2 separate regions of the Mus musculus genome follow, and region 1 is linked to region 2. The links are chromatin contacts, called in public HiChIP or PLAC-seq maps. All regions are on one chromosome and are shown on one strand. Each heading gives the region's core, a stretch centred on a gene start, on an enhancer-like site or on the middle of the called end of the contact. The rest is flanking DNA. Distances are from core to core; before and after follow the strand shown. Region 1 overlaps Nfkb1 (nuclear factor of kappa light polypeptide gene enhancer in B cells 1, p105). Region 2 holds the start of Slc39a8 (solute carrier family 39 (metal ion transporter), member 8).

Region 1 (5,398 bases), core at 1,235-3,734, 220 kb before region 2:
TTATTGTATTTCTATGATGACTAATGGTGACAGGGTCCAGATTATAAGCCAAATATGACAAGATGAATAAAGAAGAGAAACCAGAATAGTCCCTTATGTATACTCCTGAGTGGGTCCTCTGTGTCTCCCAGGTCTCATACCCCTAACCTTACACGGAGCCTGCTTGTTTAAGTCTTGGCTTGACGAGGCTCTGGGTATTGTACCCACTTGGGAATGAAGGCCAGTGTCTCAGCTGCCCCATGAACACCCAGGTCCTTACACACACATTCCTGCATTCCTCTGCACACACTTGCTGGACTGCATGTGCCTGGCATCCCTTTCCACAGCCTCTCCTTCAGACAGCAGCATCTCACTTCCTAATTGCTTAATCCACTCGCCCTCACTACTCATGAATTTCGCCAGTCCTTAAAGATGACCCTTGGAGCACCGGTGTCCTGCTCTGGTTATCTGCTCTGTTTTGTGGTTATTTGCTATTGAATGCTAACTGGATGATTTCCTTCTAAAGGCGCCTTCTGTTATTCAGAGCTTTTTTCACAGAAGGTCGTCTGGGTTCCTCTTGTACTGTGTAGGATAAGACCAGCGGTTATACCACATCCTTAGTTACACTGCAAGTGACGAGGACAAAGGTCCTTGTACGAAACCCCTGAGGTTGGCATTCTCCTAAAGCGCTTTGTTTTTAAACTGAGACTCAGCACACAGCACTCCAGAATGCTTCCACAGCAAAGGGCTTCTTTTCAGTGTTAACGCTATTTTAGGATCACTTAGATAAAGCACTTGAATCTCAAGACTGCTGTCTCTGGCTATATTTATAGGCTTTTAGATCATTTCAGAAGTCTCAATGGAAGGACTAAGAGAACCATTTAGGAAGGAGCCAGGTAGCTATGTGCACAGAACCTCAGGAAGAGACAGCAGGCATGGCATCTGGAATGTCAGACTCCCACACAGCCTGGCCTGGAGCTGAGGCAGAGCCTGACCCACTCACATCCTCGTGACCCTTAACAGAGGCCACAGAGAAGCAGCTAGTAGCTAGGAGAGAATGGCATTTCCTCTTAGTTACTCTACTAATGTTGTTCTTACCTGGCTTTCTTGGGTACACTATGACAATAACACTTCAGGGACTTTGCAGGGCTGTCAATAATTTTCTCAATTACTATTTTAGTACACAAAGCAGGGGTGTAAAATTAGCATGATTACACACATCTGAGCCTTCTTGCCTAGGGAGACAGCATACTCGAGGTCTTGTCAGATGAGGGCAGCTCCCTTTCAAAGGCAGTTTGTGGGGGCAGTATCCTTGCCTTTCCCCGTCCTGAAACAGAGCTTGCTGTGCAACAGTCCCCACTCAACTCACCTGTCCCCATTCTCATCCTGCACGGCGGTGAGATGGCGTTGCACGGCCAGCAACATCTTCACATCCCCCGTCACTGCGTAGTCGAAAAGGGCGTTGGCGTGTCGCCTGGCGAGCTGCAGAGCCTTCTCAAGAAAGAGGTTATCTGCAAGGTAATGCCCACAAGCACAGCTGAGTGTCATTTGCTCGCCCCGCGTGTGCGGCATGGCACACCATTTTAGCTGAAAATGCTCCTTTTGCTGCCTCTGGATTGTGTTGACTAGAACAAGCACAATCGGGCATTTCGGGCATTGTCTCACTGACAGATAATACAGTTAAGAGGTTGATTTTAAAGTGTCTGTGAGGAACAATCTAGAAACATCTGCTATTTTGAGAAGAACAATCAGTGTCTATGATTGAAGGGGAGCAACCAATCTCAGGGTACTTGGCTTTTGCCATAATTTTAAATAGCCAATCACTTTACAAACAAAGTCTCTTCTGGAATCCTGTCTGAGTCAAAGTGAGGAAACACACCCTTGGGTGCCAGGCAGTCTCAGAAACCCCAGGGGTTTTGGAAATTTTATTATCTTAAGGTCAAGGGACAGCAGACTAACCTCAACCCAAATGGGCAAATCTACCCTGTTTCCATATGGCTCTGTACACATATACTGTGCATCTCAGAAGAAGTATTTTAAAAACAGAAAAAAGGGAAAAAAATATGTGATAGTAACCATGTGTACGGCCACTATGTGTAAATAGTTACTATCTCTTTACAGATGGCGTCTGATCGAGAATCATGACTCATATGCCAATGAGGCCTGCTCAGATGGAACGTTCCCTTTCAATTCTACTTCTTCAAGGAGGACAAGAGAATAAAGGAAAACTCCCATTTTCAGGCAAACGTCTTCAGTGTGGCAGCTGAGCCGGCTGCTGGGAGGGAGGTGCGCGAAGGACATGGAGACTTGTTACCTGGGCCAGGGACAAAGTGAGTTGCCTCTTCTCATACCCAGAACTGCACAGACTAGGCAATGTACATGCAAGTTTCTGCACTTTATAATCAGAGCTGAGGCTGCAAAGATGACTGGATCCACAGGACGCCTCTCTTGCAGGGCACAGGGCACGGTGCAGAGCACTCAGAGGAGATGCTGACTCATCAGCTTTAGATTAACAGGAAGGAAACCTGTCTTCTGGAGACAGCTTCCTGTACCTAGAATTGCCCCTACCCAGCTGTCCCTGGAAGCCCTTGTGGGCTTGCTCACCTACCCTGAAACCCCACCCCAGCTGTCCCTGGAAGCCCTCGTGGGCTTGCTCACCTACCCTGAAACCCCACCCTAGCTGTCCCTGGAAGCCCTCGTGGGCAAGCTCACCTACCCTGAAATCCCATGTCCTGCTCCTTGTCTTCCATGGTGGATGCCAAGGCGATGGGTTCCGTCTTGGTGCAGGCCATGGGCAGGCTGGGCCCTTCACCTTCAGTTTCCTTCTCAGGGAGAGTCAGACTCTCCTCGTCATCACTCTTGGCACAATCTTTAGGGCCATTTTTAAATTTGGTGTTTATGGTGCCTAGGGAAAAAAACGTAGAAAATCTATTAAGCTATAGCTCACTGTCTCAACATAGGGCAGAAAAAAGGAAAATAGGAAGAAGGCTTATCTGCAGGAAATGGAAAACTATAAATGTTTATAACACAAATAATATGTTCTGGACATAGTTTATATTTCCTTCTCTATTTACTTTTTGAGACAGGGTCTTGCTGTGTAGCTTTGGTTGGCCTTAAACTCACAAAAAGTGCTGGGATTAAAGGTGTGTACCAAAAAAACCTGGGATGTTTCGGAAATACTTTAAATATTCAGAAACAATTTAAAAGCCTGCCTTCCCAAAACTCATTCTGTAGCCAGCTGTAGTGAGCTCCACCCACAATGTCCCAGAAGGTCAAGGTTACACAGTGATATTCTCTCTCTCTCTCTCTCTCTCAAACAAAACCAAACAGAAACAAGGCATGGATCTCATTTTGTTTATCTGTGAAGAAGAAAAATGAGATAAAGTTCTGTGCGCTGATAGCCAGTTGGAAAGTTCTCGAAAGCAGTTATTTTCTTTCCTAATCCTGAGTGGCAAGGGAAAGGGAGCCGAGCAGAGCTCATTTCCATTCTGTGTGGCCAGGAGGGCTCTAGGGCACCATCACTAGACTGACTGTGGTTGCTGTAGGAACCTCGTTATGTGACAGAGTGACAGTAAGACTCCTGGGCAAACCTGGAGCAAAACCCAATCCTGCTACAGTGTCTTCTGAAAGTCAAGTTTCTGAACCTCACCTCTGTCCAGAAGGTGCCAAGCCTAGCACTGGCCTTGCACAGGGGTCATGAGGTTATAGGTAATGGAAAGAATAGTTCTATTTTATGGGATGAATGGTTACCCGATTATAGGATAAACGACAATGCCAGTTAAAAATCTTTAAAAAAGATTACAGTGATGTACGCATCTGGCATGAATTGGCATTATATATGGAAAGACTTTATAGAATAATTTCCATGGTACAGAAGAATGCAGCTTTATATAAACCACGAGCAGCCTGTAGCCACAGCTACTCAGAGGATGCCCAAGAGTGGAAAAGGCCAACCCTACAAAATGAAAACTGATTTCAGAAGGATAGGACTTGGGGTAAAGGGACAGATGTGAAGGTGGTATTTGTGTGTTTGCGTAGTCAAGTCTCATCTTTTGTCTAGAGCCTCTGTCCTGCTTCCACACAATGTGATGAGCAAATACGTGTCAGGGGTGTCCCTTATGCTGTCCTAGAATAACCTGAGAATATTAATTTATTGGAAAGTAATTTTCCAAAGCTTTTAGAGATGATCCTGTTGCCCGAGCAGTGCTCTGGGTATTCCGATCCGACTTACCATGGGTGACCCCTGCGTTGGATTTCGTGACTCCGGGATGGAATGTAATCCCACCGTAGGGAGGAAATCCGTAGTTCGAGTAGCCATACCCTGAACCAGCAATGAGACAAAGGGAACATCAGGGAGATTGTTAACAGTATGGGGACCCACTCAGGGAGGCAGGCTGTGGCATGGGGAGGCACAAGCCTACACAGGCTGGCTCTGCCCGAGAGTTAGCAGAATCACTGTGGGAAACAGACAGCTGAACAAACAGGCAGTGCCCAGACTAGCAGCTTGGAGGACTTAAGGCTGAGCAGGTCCCTTTCTTCCAGGTGAAGGGAAAAGCTAACGGTAAGTACTCACACCAAGACTTAGACCTACAGAAAAAATAGTTAAATATGAAGACCCCTGGTGAGAAGAACCCAATACGTAATATAATGATACTTTAGTGGAGAAATGAATGATAAATTTAGAGGGGCAGCCAGCACTTAGCACTACACTCTCTGACATTTAAAGCATTTACATGTTATCTGGAATAAAGAAAGGCCATGCTCAGCACAGTTATTTTACACAGGAGACAGGAAACAGCATTCAAGTCACTTACGCTACAGGTGTGAGTCATTAAACAGCACACTTATGCTGCTATAAGAACTGTATTTCCATTGAAATGCTTAAGCTAGCTAGATCTGAGGCAAAAGCAGCGTTACTCAGCATCCACAAGCATGATGCAACGATGCTTAAAAACTGAGTGTAACTAGATGGCTGGAAATCCACGCACGGGGATCATAGCCGGACCCGAGAGGAACACATAAATACTGACTGTGCCGTATGCGTGGCAGTTAGGAGCAGTAGTTTACACACCATTGAAGTGCTTCCCTGGCATGATTTTCTGTGACTCAGTTTGTTTACAGTACAGTGTCTCCAGCCCACAGTATGCTGTGTAGGCATATTATACCCATCTACCATGCGGTGGGTATGATAGTTGTTTTAATATTTTCTCAGAATAATAGACTAACTGCTTCTCCAAAAGCAAAGGGGAGGGGGAGGAGGGAAACACTCAAAAATGATTTGAGAAAGGTTTTCTTCCAGAAACCCTTCAGTTGACTTTTTTCTTACACTTTTCGGGACTAGACACATATTATCCTGAAAGAGAACGTCCGAGACCCCCAGTGTATCCCTAAAACTGCAGATGCATACAGACCTGGGTAA
Region 2 (5,076 bases), core at 999-3,498:
CACCTTGTTTTATCATTTAAAACTACTTGAATTTCAAAGTACATTTCTTTAAAAAGGAAGTATTTTGTGCATTACACCTTGTGTTTTAAACTAGTAGCTTTTTTTCATTACTAGTTATATTACTGATGAAATGCCACAGTTTGAGTACCAAACAAAATCTGAATAGTGCTATAATGATGATAATTTATTAAGGTAGAAGAACTAGACATTAGCCCCAAATTGTCTGTCAACTTGCAATTTTCCAAGTATTTTCTCTTAACTTGTATACTTACATTGTATGAACTGTACTTAATAAAGTTTTCAAGCAGGTTATTATTTTATTGTTCCATAGGGTTCAATTGGCTGGTAAATATGTGCTTACCCAGTGGCTGTCAAATAAATTATACCTAAAGAAATCCACAACGTAACCTTTGTATTATTGAAAATTCATTCGCTGCACTTGTCCACTACCCAAACAGCTCAGCACTTCATTTTTATCCACAGAGTTAGCTGTGGATATCCTGAAAAGAAGAGACCACCCTTTGGATGGAGGCCAGCCTTTTTTTTTTTCCTTCTAGCTTTCTTTTTTTATTGGTTATTTTATTTATTTACATTTCAAAATTTGTCTCCTCTCCCAGATTCCCCTCTGCAAACCCCAATCCCACCCTCCCTCCCCTCGGTCACCCACCCACCAACCCACTCCTGTCTCACCTCCCTAGCATCCCCCTACACAGGGGCATCAGGCCTCCACAGGACCAAAGGCCTCCCAGGGCTTTAATGCCAGATAAGGAGTCCAGCCTTTTAAAGGATCCACTCGTGCTCAGAAGCCACTTGCTCGTTTGTCACTAAAGCAAAAAGGGAGAAATAGACAATATACTACACTTAAAACTCCACTAAAAAGTTGAAGAGACTTTTTTTTTTTAATCAGAAACTTATCAGCTGGGTAGATGCAAGAGCTCCTTTGTGCTATCAACTTACATTTGGCCCTTTTGTGAGAGGTTTGCCCTTTGAGCATCAGTACCGTTCTGTAAATTAATACCAACATCGGACAGATTTTTTTTTTTTTTTAATTGGAAAGAGTCCAGCCTCAGGATCATTTAGTTCACTGCCTTTCAAGGCAGGGCTTTTTGTCATGTACAGGTGAGTGCTTCTCACCTGGGATCTGTTGATCTGAATTGCTTCCAGTCATGAAGAAATTATTCTCCACATTAAGGCTTGGCACACTTATGCAGAAAACTTCCTCCTGGCAGCTGCCCTGTACAGCTGCCTAATGCCTCTGGTGTGAGACGGAACATATCCCCACCTCTATCACAGGAAAGTCCTTCTGTTGTTCTTGCCTAGGCCCCCATCTTCCTAGAATCCAGCACCCCCGCCCCCGCCCCCCCTCCTGCCACACACACACACACACACACACACACACACACACACACACACACACACGGGGGGGGGGAGAGAGAGAGAGAGAGAGAGAGAGAGAGAGAGAGAGAGAGAGAGAGAGAGAGAGAAAGAGAGAGGGAGAGCGCCAAATTTCTTATGAGTAATAGTTTCTTTTTCCTTCTACCTTGTTTTTCTGTTAGCTGTCTGCCTGTTTTTAAACTTGCTGTTTTTAGGAGGGTAAAACACACACACACACCCATCCTGAAAGGCATGAACAGCACTTTGAATTCTTTTTCTGACAGCCGAGCGGGTTTCACTTTATTTCTTTATTTCTAGATCGTTTCATCCACCGGACACAACCTTTGTCCCCAAACACCACATTCACTTTACACAAACTTGTTGACCTGACACCCAACTCAGCTTTTCTTGAACCTTCGTCTGAGCAAATAAACATTCCTTGTGATCTGCGGATATCCCGAGCGGCGTCAGGAAGGGCCCGCGAGGCCCCTGCTGGCTCAGCTAGCCCACCAACTTGCGACTGATTTGGTTTCCTCTTTCTCCTCTGATTTTTAAGAAGTGAGGCAAAAAACCAATTCCTGTTCATTTTTGAGACAATGCAAGGGGCTCTAGACACCGTTGCAGGAAGCTGATTTCATGGAGGTCACCAAAAAAGTGGGCCGGGACACCAGGAAGGGGGCTAGGGATCCCACCGTGGAGGTGGGCTCCAGGGAGTAGGCACCACAGCGGCTGGGATGGCAGACAGAGAGGTAAGCGCCCCGGCGTGGACGCACTTGGGAGATCAGCCTGGGGGAGTGTGACACCACGTGCTTCAGGGGCGGGGACAACACTCTCCCTCCCCTTCTTATCTCTAAAGGGTGCAGGGCCTGATCTCAGAGTTTCTTAGAGAAAGGAGAGAGAAAGACAGACAGAGAGAGAGAGAGAGAGAGAGAGAGAGAGAGAGAGAGAGAGAGAGAGAGAGAGAGAGAGAAGTATTTTGAATATATTTGAACCTCAGGGGCTGACATAGACAGTAGAGGTGAGAGGCTAGCAACTTCTCCGTTTCAACTTGCCAAGCTCACAGCCAGTTGTGCAGAGAGGGTCCAGCGTAGACGCGGGAACCTGGGGACCCCGAGGGAGTGTTTCTCTGCAGATTTTTGGGGGGTGGGAGCTTCAGTCCCGACCCTTCCACGTTTCTGCGGCGGGAAAAAAAAGCCTCAAGACAGGAAGAGGAGTTGGGGTTGCACAGTCAGAGGATTTAGTTCCCCGAAGTGTGGCGCGGTTGGGGCTTTATATCCGGGACAAGCGAGAGTCACCACACTGTAAGCAAATCCTGGGGCTTCAGCAAACCAGGCTCCGGGCAGCTGGCCCCACGCCCGGCTCGGAGTTCGAGACTCTGGCCACTCAGAGCTCTGGGGCCCGCAGACTGCTGACCCAGTGCCCTTTATCTCTGTCCCCCTTTGTTCCTTTTATCTCAGGCTCCGCAGGAGGCTCCGAGAGGCCACACTGCCTATCGCCCTTCTGGCTGTTCTACCTCTTCAATGCCCCGAAGGTCTGAGACTGCAGAGCGGGGGCACGGAGTGTCTCGCTAACTGGGCCAGGCAGTGACGCGGGACCGGCGCACCCTCCCACCCCCACCCTAACGGCACTGACACCGGGGCACCGGCGCGGGTCCCTGCATCAGCTAGCTCCGGAGCTGCGCGCTCCACGATGGCTCCGGGCCGGGCAGTGGCCGGGCTGCTGCTGCTGGCGGCCACCAGCCTGGGACACCCCTCGGAGGGACCGGAGCTCGCCTTCAGTGAGGATGTGCTGAGCGTGTTCGGCGCCAACCGGAGCCTGTCGGCCGCGCAGCTGGGGCGCCTGCTGGAGCGTCTGGGGGCTGCATCCCAGCAGGGAGCGCTGGACCTGGGCCAGCTGCACTTCAACCAGGTAAGGGTGGCCCCGTTCTCTGCAGTTTTCTCAGATTCCCATCCCCAGAGCAGTAGCACCAGAGAAAGGATTTCGTGAAGTTTTTCAAGTTTGAAGCGGTCATTTGATCCTCACCGGTTGGTTCACCGGGCATTAAGGGACTTGAGTTAGAGATCTGGCAAGCCAAAATGAGAAGTTGAGCTACCAGAGGACTTGTTGATCTATAGAAAAACGGATAGGTCTACGAAGTAGTTGAGGGCGGAAACTCACCCAAGATATGAACTTTAGATAGGAATGGTATATTTAATTCTTAAGGAAAGAGCCATTTACTTAACTTACACATTCAGCAGTAGGAACCTGTCACCTGCGGTCCTTATCAGTTTCAGGGTGAGTGACCACTCCCATTTAAAAACACTCTTGTGAATATTGCATAAGGCCGTTAGGGCTGAAACAGCACACCTTACAGATGGGGAAACTGTGGACACCTTAAAACTCAGATCACCCCGTGATTACTGGTTCAGTTGGTGCCAGCCTGGGGTTGGAGTCATTTTCTAGTCACGTCATGTCATGTGTTTAACTCTAAAATTCATTCAAAATAACAAAACGTACATTTTTTTCAGTACATGCGTACCTAGTCATGTACTAATGCCTCAGGTTTAAGGGTGGGCTTGAACTTTATAGAGTAATTAAAAATCACATTTGTCTCAGGGCTTGGGCTATCATCTGGTGATGGAGACCGCAAGTTCTAATCCCCAGCCCAGCAAGCCATTAGAGGTGGCAATTAAATCAATACTTCATTCTACACGTTCTTGCTTACCTACACGCTAACTAGCAGATGGGGCAGTTCATATAGAGTTTATCATTTGGGGGCAGTGGAGGTTTGCTAGAAAAGTTTCTGTTCCTAAGATGTTTGGGAAATTCTATATTCTACAGCTCTGCTTTTGGAAACGTGACATTTTCCAAAGAGTCTGATCTTTGATTACAATGAAGGAAACTTTACTCAGATAAATTCCTCAACATTCATTAGCATTATAGTTAGGTTCCTTCCTTCCTTCCTGGGGATTAAATTAGACGTATTTTGTCTAGCTTGCAAGTCAAACACTATACCACTAAGCTACAGACCCTAGCCCATGGATTTGTTTCTGGTACTACTATCTTTTACTAGTTAAAATGTATATAATTCAAGATGCAGAGCTTTTCAGATGCCGTGATATATGATCTTTCTTTGACCTAGAAGGAGTTTGTGCTGCTCCATGCTGAGTTTTTAAAATGTAAACGGCCTTAAGCTTCATTTCTCGTATGTTTTTATATTTGATTTAATGTTTGAGAAATTACATGTTGCAATTACTGAAATGTCCATATATTTTACTGATGTATTTTGAAACAAGGCAGATACAATGGTAGGTCTTTTCTGGGCTAGCTGTATTGTCTTCTTCTAAAGGGGGTGGGGGAAGCAGCTGAGCTGACTAGTTTCTAGGTAGGTGTGGTCATTTGCTTGGAATGAAGCTTAGGGACTGACTTGAGGCTGTATCTGCAACCCACATACTGTGTTGACTTAAACGATAGCCTTATCTCACAGAGTCTGGAGTTTTAAAGAGGCCAAAGACCCCAAGCTCCCTTGAAAGAAAGTAAGGGGTTTACCTAATCTATTTAGGAAAACTGGTTACATTTACTAGTAGCAATATAATGTTTGCCTGTAAGCATGTAGGATAGATGTCCCAATGGGTAAATTATATGTTGAAACCTTTATTCTCATTCTCATATTTGCGTGTATATTCTCATTATGAGTATCAAAAGGAGACAGGAGGAAGCCCA

What was found. HiChIP or PLAC-seq counts read pairs in DNA pulled down with a chosen protein or histone mark.
Region 1: a contact with region 2 is called in an H3K4me3 HiChIP or PLAC-seq map of bone marrow-derived macrophages, with 5 times the contacts expected there. The contact joins the enhancer-like site here to the promoter of Slc39a8 in region 2. A contact is called at or near these places in 4 of 484 Hi-C or Micro-C datasets (CD8 T cells, embryonic stem cells, erythroblasts and 1 more), 3 of 115 datasets of contacts at active chromatin or transcription factors (the 230-238 cell line, CD8 T cells and bone marrow-derived macrophages) and 3 of 9 other capture datasets (adipose tissue, liver and pancreatic islet).

The regions. Positions count from the first base shown.
Region 1 is chr3:135,602,362-135,607,759 of GRCm38.p6, forward strand. Nfkb1 (nuclear factor of kappa light polypeptide gene enhancer in B cells 1, p105) reads right to left here. Exons shown (of 25, transcript NM_008689.2): 14 at 4,211-4,300; 15 at 2,696-2,884; 16 at 1,349-1,490. Among named protein-coding and RNA genes, the nearest start is that of Gm46827, 3.4 kb to the right of the region's middle. Within about 2 kb of position 2,485, at least 65 of the 459 cell types and tissues checked have an H3K27ac peak or open chromatin away from gene starts, as enhancers often do. A contact at or near this core is called in CD8 T cells, bone marrow-derived macrophages and myeloid progenitors, where this site is marked.
Region 2 is chr3:135,823,409-135,828,484 of GRCm38.p6, forward strand. It overlaps Slc39a8 (solute carrier family 39 (metal ion transporter), member 8), which reads left to right and starts at 2,249. Exons shown (of 9, transcript NM_001135149.1): 1 at 2,249-2,392; 2 at 2,832-3,282. The coding sequence starts at 3,064.